3 separate regions of the Hordeum vulgare genome follow, and all the other regions are linked to region 1. A link is a contact called in public Hi-C data. All regions are on one chromosome and are shown on one strand. Each heading gives the region's core, a stretch centred on a gene start, on an enhancer-like site or on the middle of the called end of the contact. The rest is flanking DNA. Distances are from core to core; before and after follow the strand shown.

Region 1 (3,353 bases), core at 508-3,007:
TTCTAAAAAAAAACGTAACTAGATAAGTGTAGTAAAGAAGCTTAGGCCCATCTTATCTGCAACACTTATTATTTGGATGCATATTTCAGTTCTGACACGTCCTCCTTCCTAAAGTAGATAATTAGACTAAAGAAGCTTCTAACTGATTGAGAAAGAACAGGAACATAAATAAGAGAATTTGGTTCAAATATTCAAATTATACTATGTTGTCTACATAATCAGTACTAGACCGTAGATTGTATTATATGAACAATTGTGTTTCCATGAATTGCTCAACAAAATTTAGTACACTCCTATAATTTGGTTCAAAAAGTATGATATAAGAAAGTACACATTATACTTGTCTTCATTTAGATTGTTTGTATCACTTATAATATCACACCTAACTTGGTACACTTCTATCGGAAGTGCTACTGTATCAACATGTATGGTAGGTAGTATAAGTGTCCCGATATTTGAGCACCCTAACTCGGTAAATCTAAAATCGTAAACAGATCATTGGAAGAAGTTCAGTGCAAGCTTTTATTCTTAGAATTTAAAATGGATCCAGTCTTCCAGTTCTATAAATGGGGCCCATTTACCATCCACATTAAGCTCAAATACCATCTCACACGTATGATGATAACGACTGATGTAATAGAGTCCACATTTCGACGACACACCCTTCTAAGTATCCTGGTCAAACAATAGCTAAAGAAACTCCTCACCTCTGAGATGGAGATTTATCGTAATGATTTACTTCAGCACACCCTTCTTTTGGCATCTCTTGGATTTTTGATCTGAGCTCTTCATGAGATTCCTTCAGTATTCTGAAATATTCCTTGAGTATTGTGAAATCTTCCTTGAGTATTCTGATATCCTCCTTATGTTCGTTCTTGTCTTTTTCCCTCTTTTGCTTAAGCTTTTTAATTTTTCTTTCAAACTTTTCCTCTGTGGCCACTTTAACCTATAAAGGGAACAAACTGAAAGATAGGCACAGTCTATGATAAAAAAATTGCTGAAAGTTTGCATTAAGTCCATACTGCTTAGTCAATTATAAAGAAAGTGAGTAAAAAATAATCGAGACAGGGACGAAAAGAGACACCCCTTAGCTATTCTGATTCCTGATAAGCATTCCTGAACTTTTGGTATGCATTAAAAACAACGTACTTAGGTGAGATCATAACCATACGGTCCATAACCCAGCTCGCTGGTGATTTATATGCTGTGCATTCCATCACACGATTGGATTAAGGCTATTGTGTCTTCAAGAAGAGCATATTATTAGTACAAATAAATAGGGTTCAAGCTTAATCCAGAGTGTCAAACTAACATTGGCGCAAAGAAAAGCCCAATCAGTGCAATATTTTTCGACAGAGAAAAAAAAACAGTCCAGTTTTCCGGTGAATCAAGAGATAGAAGATACCCGTATAACGTCTTTCAATTCGATTACTGCGTCACAGAAGGTATCTGAAAAGCCCTCCCGAGACATCCCCTCACTTAACATCCTTCTGGATTTTGTATGTTAAAAGGAATCAAAGAAAAATTAGAGAGAACAGCAGAGCCAACAGCAAAAGGGAGTGAGGAGGGAAACTACTAACCTATTATGGCAGTGGCAAGACCTATACCGCTTGGAATCGGAGGAGCTCGACTCGTCGTCCCTTATCTGATCATGTTTCCTCCTTTTCCCCATGAAGACAGACCACCCAAGCTGTTCGTCAGCTGAGCTTGCTTGTTTGTGCTGGGTCCTCGCTACTATAGCTAAGCTTGCTCTGTTTGTGCTGGGTCCTCCTTTTACCCAAACGAGGTCCCCAGTCCCCACATGGCTGCCAACCTTTTCCACTACGGCGGGCTCCACAGGGCGACTTTAGCAGCAAGGCCTTCACTCAGAATTTACATTAATTCGAAAAGTTTTTTTTCTAAAAGAAGGTTAAACCACCTTATCTGCATCAATCGATGCATGCAATCATTTTTATTATTTATTGCACAAATGTATAAGAATATACGTCAATCAACCCAAAATCATCACTCACACCGATAAACTCAATAATATAGAGTGATCCTACTCCTTACATCTAAAACCAGTGTCATCGTCAATCCATCCACATTACGTATGTGGACCAATAGCAGGTGCAGCGTACCTAAAGCAAATCACATGCACACGTTCTAGAAGTCGCCCTCATCATCGGACCACTGACCCATCTTCAAGAGAGATATCTGCATCATCCTTGTCAGTCCAGACATCCCTCGACGCCACCACGGCGTCCAACAGCGCCACCGCCTTGCGCTCATCCGTCCAAACGCGAAGACTCTGAAAGATCTGCCGTGCGTAGCACCTACCAATCAGGCATGACTCGGTGTAGCATATGTCGGCCAGACATGACTTGACAGCTCCATCGAAGCTCCGTGCAAGATGAAGCAGCTCCATCTCATGCCTCTGTCTTCTAACGCTGCTCCACAAACGATGTCCCAATAAATAAACGACACCATAATACCGCCATCGTCCGACCTGTAAGACCATATCCTAGGCTTTCCCCCGAAGCAACACGAGTGGATCGACAACAGTTGCACGACGATGCCTTCATCAAGGCAACGACGCCAAATGCCGCCATCACCCGCCAAAGGCACGGTTTTCACCGGCAACTATGTCTCCCCGACTCGTAGTCGGGACTAGATGACGAATCTCGAATCTCGAGATCTGATCACCCAGCCGCAGGCCGACCACCTCTAACGGAAGAGATGACCACCATCATCGACTACACTGGTTAGAACAGATCTAACCGAAGGTGCCGCCAACGAGGCCACCACGCCCTCCATGCCGCCGTCGTCGATCCAAAGGCAGATGGCGTGCCGCTCCATAAAAAGATCCTTGTTCAAGAATTCATCCGATTAACCAGTTAACTTGCCGATTAATCCCTACTCATAGAGTTACCGAGTAGCCGATAAACCAAAAAAATCATTCGATTAATTGATTAGATGGCCAATTAACTTATCGATTAGCTTATTAACCCCCTACTCACGAGCCAACCGAGCAGCTGTTAGTTAACGATTTCTTCAACAATGAAAAAGATACATGTTGAATTTCCCTTCTATTAATAGATAGTACTTCCTCCCTTTCATAAATTGCGTGTGATTGGCTATGCATTTCTGCTCAGTTTTATTCTTAGATGCATTTTGGAAGAATTATCCACTCATTATTATTATTATATGGAAAATTATTCCATTCAACCGACCGATCTTACATGAACGTTCATCACTTTCATGTCTGCTGGATGAGCTCCGTCAGATAGTCGGTCTCCATGTTGTGCAACTGGTCCATGTTTCAAAAAGAGATTCTTCAACTAGCTCCTTGTTGCAAACCAACCAAAGGCTAG
Region 2 (3,461 bases), core at 293-2,792, 160 kb after region 1:
GCGGCAGACCGAATTCTTCAGTGTTTCATCGCGATTTTTAGGTGTTGATATACATCGACTAAGCCATGTCTTCAATGAGTAATCATCTATGTATACTCAACAAACACATTAGGAGTCATGAACAATCAAAACCCACTAGGGGTACTAGATGCAGGTGTAACAATGCTAAACATTAACTCGGAAGTCAAAACCCTTTTCGAATAATCACTAGCAAGTGCAAATGTCCCCGACTTGAACTTTTTATTATATAAGGGCGGAACAACATAGTGTTATAGCATGAAGCTTCAAAAGAGAGACTACGGGGCAAAGTAGACATGGGTTCACGGGCAACCATTGATGTGAAACTTACATGCATCAACAACCAAGTCAACAATGGCGGGGCATGAAACCATGAGGATGGGGGCGGGAGAGGATATGAGCCACCCGTACACTACCAGAAGCGGGGGATATACAAACACTCAAACATAATGTGTGATTTGCGGTTTCAACACTTGTTATGAAGAATGGGCAGACAAGCTTGGCTCAGTGATAAATTAGCGGGGTCATAGTCCCTGGTTAGCTCTAGCAAATGTTGTTTGTGCTAGTGGAACTCTCTCATTTGGACTTATGGAGATGGTAGCAAAATGTCAATGCCACACTGTAGTTATGTTATTTAGGCTGGTCGTAATGGGAGTATCATATGTAGTATCAAGCATGCCAACTACTAAATTTTGATGAGGTGGCATAGAATTAAATGAAGAAAGAAAAGATCGAGCATCATATCATGATACCGTATCATATTAAATATTGTGTTACTATGTTCATCCATTGCAATAAATGAACTATCCTACTCCCTCCGTCATGGTTTAGAAGGCACGCTTGAAAATCTCTGGGACCAAGGCACTCATCGATTGGTTGTGAGATGTAGCAGGTGTAAATGCTAATGGGCCTAATCAACTGAGAAAATATTAGTACTAATGCCTAATCAGCAAATTGGAAGGGCGCATGCATGACTAATAAGAGTAATTGCTTTCGCGCCTTAAACCTTATCTATTTAGAAAACGCACGCAAGTTTAACTGTGCCTTTTAAACCGTGACGGAGGGAGTATGATATTCATACACTAGTATCCCCATTACAACCAGCCTTATGCAGCAGAGTAATAACCACATTCAAGATGCAATTAAGGATAATAAATTGGTGCAACATGAGAGAAAAAAATGCATTATGGGTGCGTAATAACTTATTATTCTGGCTCAAGTTGAGAATATTTACCATATTACATTGTGGACCCAAGAGAGCCCAAGGAGGAGGCTACACAAACTCACCAAAGCCACCGCATTAATCAATGAAAAGAATGCAGACGCACTCCATCCATCACTCCCCTCACCTCACCGGGGCACAATCACAGGGTTGCAAGCGGGCAACCGCCCATAGCTGTACTCTTCCTGAGGCGTCCTTTTCCCCCTATTTAACTCGGCTCCTCCGTCGCTTTCCACCTCCCGTGTGTGATGCGTCAGGGCTCGCTCACATATCGCCGTTGCCACTCCACTGTGCGCGCGTAGCTAGGGATGCTATAGCCAGCCCAATAGACTAGTGGTTAGAGAGCGAGCCGCCCAGTGAATACTCACGCACGGTAAAGCAATACGTATCCCACGATCGGCTAATCCCTTGTGCTTTCCGATCGATCGATATATATTGGCCCAAACACTAATCTTATCCCTTCCTTCTCGCTCGATTCTCCACTTGCGTACGCGCACCCCGGCCGGCCCGAGCTCCTTTTCGCCAGACGAAGGAAGCAGCTAGCTGGCCACTTAACTTGCTCCCGTGCTCGCCTAGCTAGCTAGCTAGCTAACACCCAGCTGCCCTAGCTCGCTAGCCAGCAACCTATGCGAATTGGGGAGGCGGCATGAGCAGCAGATACGAGGGCGGCGCCGCTGCGGTGGCGGCGGCGGGAGCTGGCGCGGGTGGCGTTAAGGAGGGCGGCGGCCGTGACGCGCACGAGGACGACCTGGTGATGCCGGGGTTCCGGTTCCACCCGACGGAGGAGGAGCTCATCGAGTTCTACCTCCGCCGCAAGGTGGAGGGCAAGCGCTTCAATGTCGAGCTCATCACCTTCCTCGACCTCTACCGCTACGACCCCTGGGAGCTCCCAGGTCGGCGACAATATCACTCTATTCAATTGCCTCTTTCAGAATTCAGATCTTTCTGCTGAATTTCTTGTGCGTGCGTGTGGCTGACCGGCCGGCCGGCGACTGCAGCGCTGGCAGCGATTGGGGAGAAGGAGTGGTTCTTCTACGTGCCGAGGGACCGCAAGTACCGGAACGGGGACCGGCCCAACCGGGTGACGGCGTCGGGGTACTGGAAGGCGACGGGGGCGGACAGGATGATCCGGGCGGAGAGCAGCCGCCCCATCGGGCTCAAGAAGACGCTCGTCTTCTACTCCGGCAAGGCGCCCAAGGGCGTCCGCAGCAGCTGGATCATGAACGAGTACCGCCTCCCCACCGCCGACACCGACCGATACCACAAGGTAGTATCCATAATTCCATGCTATCTCGTAGATTTTCTCCTCCTGATCTATCGATTTGCACAAGAAACTGATGAGCTGGTTAATTAATTTGCAAAGTAATTTAGCCAGTATATAGAAGACTCGAACTAGGGTTTGTGCTGCTGTGAGGTACCAATTTTGGGGATTAATTCTAATCTTGTTTTTGTTGTACTTCTAGTGCATATGCCTTTTCAGATCTACAACTTAATTTGCTAGGGCTTCAATCTTCTTCACCTTATCTTGCACCTGGTGCTCTTGCCATGAAAAACCTACGCAGTACGCACTCGATTGGATATCCCCCTATTTTATAGTACCATGGCTAGCATCTTGAAGAAATGAGGAACCTAGAACTCCATCCTAGATTCCTCAATCTTTTTGACCGGAATCAATTGTAGTCTTAATCGAGTTTACAACTAAATTTTCAGCAGAAGATGAACGGAGTATATAGATCCTAAATTCTTCGCATGCCACATTTTCCTTGCCGAACGATTCTCACGTGTTACGTGTACGTACATGAATTTGCAGACAGAAATCTCTCTCTGCCGCGTCTACAAGCGCACCGGCATCGACGACGGCCGCGGCCACCCCTCCTCGGCGCGGTCGACGATGCCCTCCCGCCGCGGCGCTGAGGCACGGCAGGACAACAGACAAGGGTCATCGTCGACGTCCACGCCCACGCCGCCGCCGACTCCTTCCAAGCTCCACCTTCTCCAGGCAGGCGAGTGCACGTCGCCGCCGGCGCCCATCACTACGGATCACGCCCAGGCGCACAGGCCGGCGGCTGCTCCACGGCAGCAGGTAGCAGAGACCGTCAAGCCCTCCGGTGGCTCATTAGGATTCCTACAGTCGGCCGCGGCAGCCGACCGTCATCAGCAGGAGGGAGCCGCGGCGTTGCTGTACCAGCAGTACTCCAAGAGCACAAACACCTTCGCCTCG
Region 3 (3,494 bases), core at 213-2,712, 180 kb after region 1:
TCAAATAGTTGTCGTTTTTCAAAAATATTCCTACTTAAAAAATTGTTCGGGATTTTCAAAAAATGTTAGGTTTCTTATGAAAATGTTTGGTATTTTAGGAAAATGTTTGGTATTTTCGAAAATTATTTGGTATCTTCAAAAAATGTTGGAAATATCTACATTTGGTCTAATTTTTAATTGAAGTTCATGTCCTAAATTTGTTCCTAAATTTCGAAAAAAAATCGTGCATTTAAAAAATGTTCCAAATTTCAAACAATTGTCGTTTTCTGAACTTTGTTCATTAATTTAAAATATGTTCGAGATTTTCAGCAATTGTTCTGAATTTTGAAAAAATGTACCAAAAATTCGAAAATGACTCAGCTTTCTAAAACAATGTTCTAAATTTCAAATAGTTATCATTTTCAAAAACATTCATAACTTCAAAAAATGTTCGGGATTTTCAGATTACATTTCGTATTTTAATTTGGTATTTTGAAAAAAAGTTTGGTATTTTCAGAAAATGTTCGAAATATCAAAATTTTGTTCATTTTTTAAACTAAGTTTGTGTTGGCAAATTGTTCCTAAATTTAGAAAAATGTTCTTTCTTTTACAAAATTGTTCGAAATTTCATAAAATTTTTGTTTTTCAAACATTGTCCATAAATTCCAAAAATGTTCTTGATTTTCAATAAATGTTCTCCGTATTCGAAAACTGTTTTTGCTTCAAATTAGAAAAATAACTTTCTTTTTAATGTTTTAAATTTCAAATAGTTGCCATTTTTCCAAAAAAAAATATAACTTCAAAAAATCAGGTTTTATAAAAAAGTTTGGTATTTTAAAAAAGTTCGGCATTTAAAGAAAAACGTTCGGTATTTCCAATAATAAGGTCCCCCCCTTCAAGCCCATAGACACCCCACGTTTTCGGCTCAAGCTCCGCCACTGGCCGGCTGGTTAGAGCCTAGGGCTCGCAACGATTAGTTTAGGGTTCGAACTCCTCCTTCCTATACATTTTTGACATTTTCTTTGAATAGGAAAAGAAGAACAGATTGGGCCTTTCCGTCTGCCGCGACTGCAGGCGCCAGTTTGTAAAATCTAGTAGTAACCTGATTTTTCTTCATTTTTTTTTCTTTTTCATTTTTCTGTTTTATTTTCGTGATTTGTTTTTTGGAAAACAAAATTGACATCGAAAACAAATGTTCATCAAATTCCAAATTTCAAAAACGATAGTATTTATATTTTGGAACGGAGGGAGTCTATATGATACTCCCTACGCCTAATAAAAGAGCGATCGCTGTACGTGCGAGCGAACGGCGCGGGCGCCAAACAGTGGCACGGCCGCGTGGGCGCGCGCTGTGCAGCGAGTGAAGTGGCCAAACGATAGTAACATCGGACCGACGCTGGCCGAATCGGACTTGATTTTTCTCCCTTTTCTTGATCGGGACAGCACGATCGACGCGCTCCGGTGTCGGAACGGACCAGGCCCGCACTTCCGATCGCGAACGAGCGGCTCCACCGGCCACCGCCACCCTGCGGCGAGGCGCGCCCGCCAACGACGTCGACCTCCTGTGCGTTTCGCGGCCAGATAGATGGCCGGTAGGTGAGCCGGATCGATCGCCTGCCGGCGGCGGGTGAGGTGACTGGGGTTATGGAGGGCGCTGGCGGGGAGTTGGCGGAGGATGCGCTGGAGTACACGCCGACGTGGATCGTCGCGGTGGTCTGCTCCCTCATCGTCACCATCTCCCTCGCCGCCGAGCGGTGCCTCCATTACCTCGGCAAGGTGACCCGCCCGATCCCCGTCGATCGCCCTCCTCCGTGTTTCTCAACGTCGTTTTCGCCGATGATATGATATCTCCTCGCCTTGACGCGCTTAATTTGGGGTGCATGCAGACGCTCAAGAGGAAGCGCCAGAAGGCGCTCTTCGAGGCCCTCCTCAAGGTGAAAGAAGGTACAGTGGCATTCTAACTGCTAAGATGTTCATCTTCCCTCTGCTCCATTTATCCCACTTGTACCTCATCCATGACAACAAACGATGCCTGCTGTATTTCCAGTTTCAGACTGTCTTTGGGTGTGTGTGATGCAGAGCTGATGCTTCTGGGGTTCATCTCTCTGCTGATGACGGTGTCGCAAGATGTGATCCAGAGGACATGCATCCCTCCCAGCTGGACCAACTACCTGCTGCCCTGCAAGAAGACTGAGGGGCATCATGCTGCCGCTCTCGGCGGTCGCCGGCTGCTTCCTAAGAGTGTGCCGCGGTCCGACCATTGCAGAAACAAGGTGGATGGGCCATTAGTTTGAAGCAATACCGTTTGTTTCGTAATGCATACAGTTTCAGTATAATTCAGTGCCATTAATTTGGGATAGCATATGTATGTGCACATGGGTGGTCTTTCTTTATCGTCTCATTGCAACTAAAGGAAATTATAGGAGAATAAGAAAAGTGCATGACTACATCTACATGGAACATGTAACAAATTGGGAAATTGATGTGTAAGATAGTATCCATCCTGAGAGAGGAAAACTGCTGACAATTTAGGCTTGCTGTTTAAATTTAAATGTACATGAAACATGTAACATGTAAATTGGGAAATTGATGTGTAACATAGTATCCGTCAAGCATTATTGACAAATTAGGCTTGTTATTTAAATTAAAGGACTACATGAAACATGTAACATGCAGTGATAGATTGGGAACTTGATGTGTAACATAGTATCCATCAAGCATTGTTCACAACTTAGGCTTGTTGTTTGAACATTTAAGGTAGTAATGTGGAAGAGCACAAGTTCAAATATTGAAACAGAAGGACGTTGTTCTAAGTACCAAAATCATATGGCAGCACTACAGAAATATAGTCAGTTGCCAACTGCGGATGTTACCTTGCTCACTGAATTTTAAAAGTGGGTGAGCACAAAGACAAAGAGTCAATGGTCATTGTATTTCCATCTCATCTTTGTGCTACTCCCTCCGTTCGTTTTTATAAGACATTTCAGACAGCTGTTTTGGTTTTTCTGTCGGTTGATCCTGGGTAAATGATCCTAGGTAACCTTGTGTTCACTCCAGTTTTTTCTGTTTACAGGGAAAAGTTCCTTTGCTGTCGCTCGAAGCGTTACATCAGTTGCATATTTTCATTTTTGTTCTGGCTATCACCCATGTGATTTTCAGTGTTCTGACCATGGTTTTAGGAGGAGCCAAGGTAAACCTTCATAACATTGGTTTTAGTTTAATGGTTTTTTAACTGCACTAGTGATTGACTTTGTTTGCAAGTTAACTTCAACACTGTTCTATTGCACAGATTCGCCAATGGAAACACTGGGAGACTGAAATTCATAAAAGCGATGCAGGAAACGGTCGGTCGCTGCCCCGCATTTTGGTCTAATCAATACCTTTACTTAGAAATAACTTAGTGCTAGAAATGTATGGATATTTAAAGAAAAATAGGCTGCCTTCTCAATACCAGTTATGGCTTGTGCAACCCTCTGCAACTGCAGGACCTAAGAAGTTGACGCAGGTTCAACAAT

The links. Hi-C and Micro-C count contacts between places; a contact is called where the count stands out from the background.
Region 2: a Hi-C map of leaf shows a contact between it and region 1, with 4 times the contacts expected there. The contact joins the promoter of LOC123440627 here to the promoter of LOC123445096 in region 1. A contact is called at or near these places in 4 of 6 Hi-C or Micro-C datasets (leaf and seedling).
Region 3: a Hi-C map of leaf shows a contact between it and region 1, with 6 times the contacts expected there. The contact joins the promoter of LOC123445095 here to the promoter of LOC123445096 in region 1. A contact is called at or near these places in 4 of 6 Hi-C or Micro-C datasets (leaf and seedling).

What each region holds. Positions count from the first base shown.
Region 1 is chr3H:562,455,540-562,458,892 of MorexV3_pseudomolecules_assembly, reverse strand. It overlaps LOC123445096, which reads right to left and starts at 1,757. Exons shown (of 15, transcript XM_045122029.1): 1 at 1,581-1,757; 2 at 1,406-1,490; 3 at 708-946. The coding sequence starts at 1,672.
Region 2 is chr3H:562,293,791-562,297,251 of MorexV3_pseudomolecules_assembly, reverse strand. It overlaps LOC123440627 (NAC domain-containing protein 22-like), which reads left to right and starts at 1,542. Exons shown (of 3, transcript XM_045117190.1): 1 at 1,542-2,133; 2 at 2,239-2,507; 3 at 3,051-3,461. The coding sequence starts at 1,887.
Region 3 is chr3H:562,275,165-562,278,658 of MorexV3_pseudomolecules_assembly, reverse strand. It overlaps LOC123445095 (MLO-like protein 1), which reads left to right and starts at 1,462. Exons shown (of 13, transcript XM_045122025.1): 1 at 1,462-1,755; 2 at 1,866-1,923; 3 at 2,059-2,252; 4 at 3,053-3,169; 5 at 3,269-3,323; 6 at 3,465-3,494. The coding sequence starts at 1,624.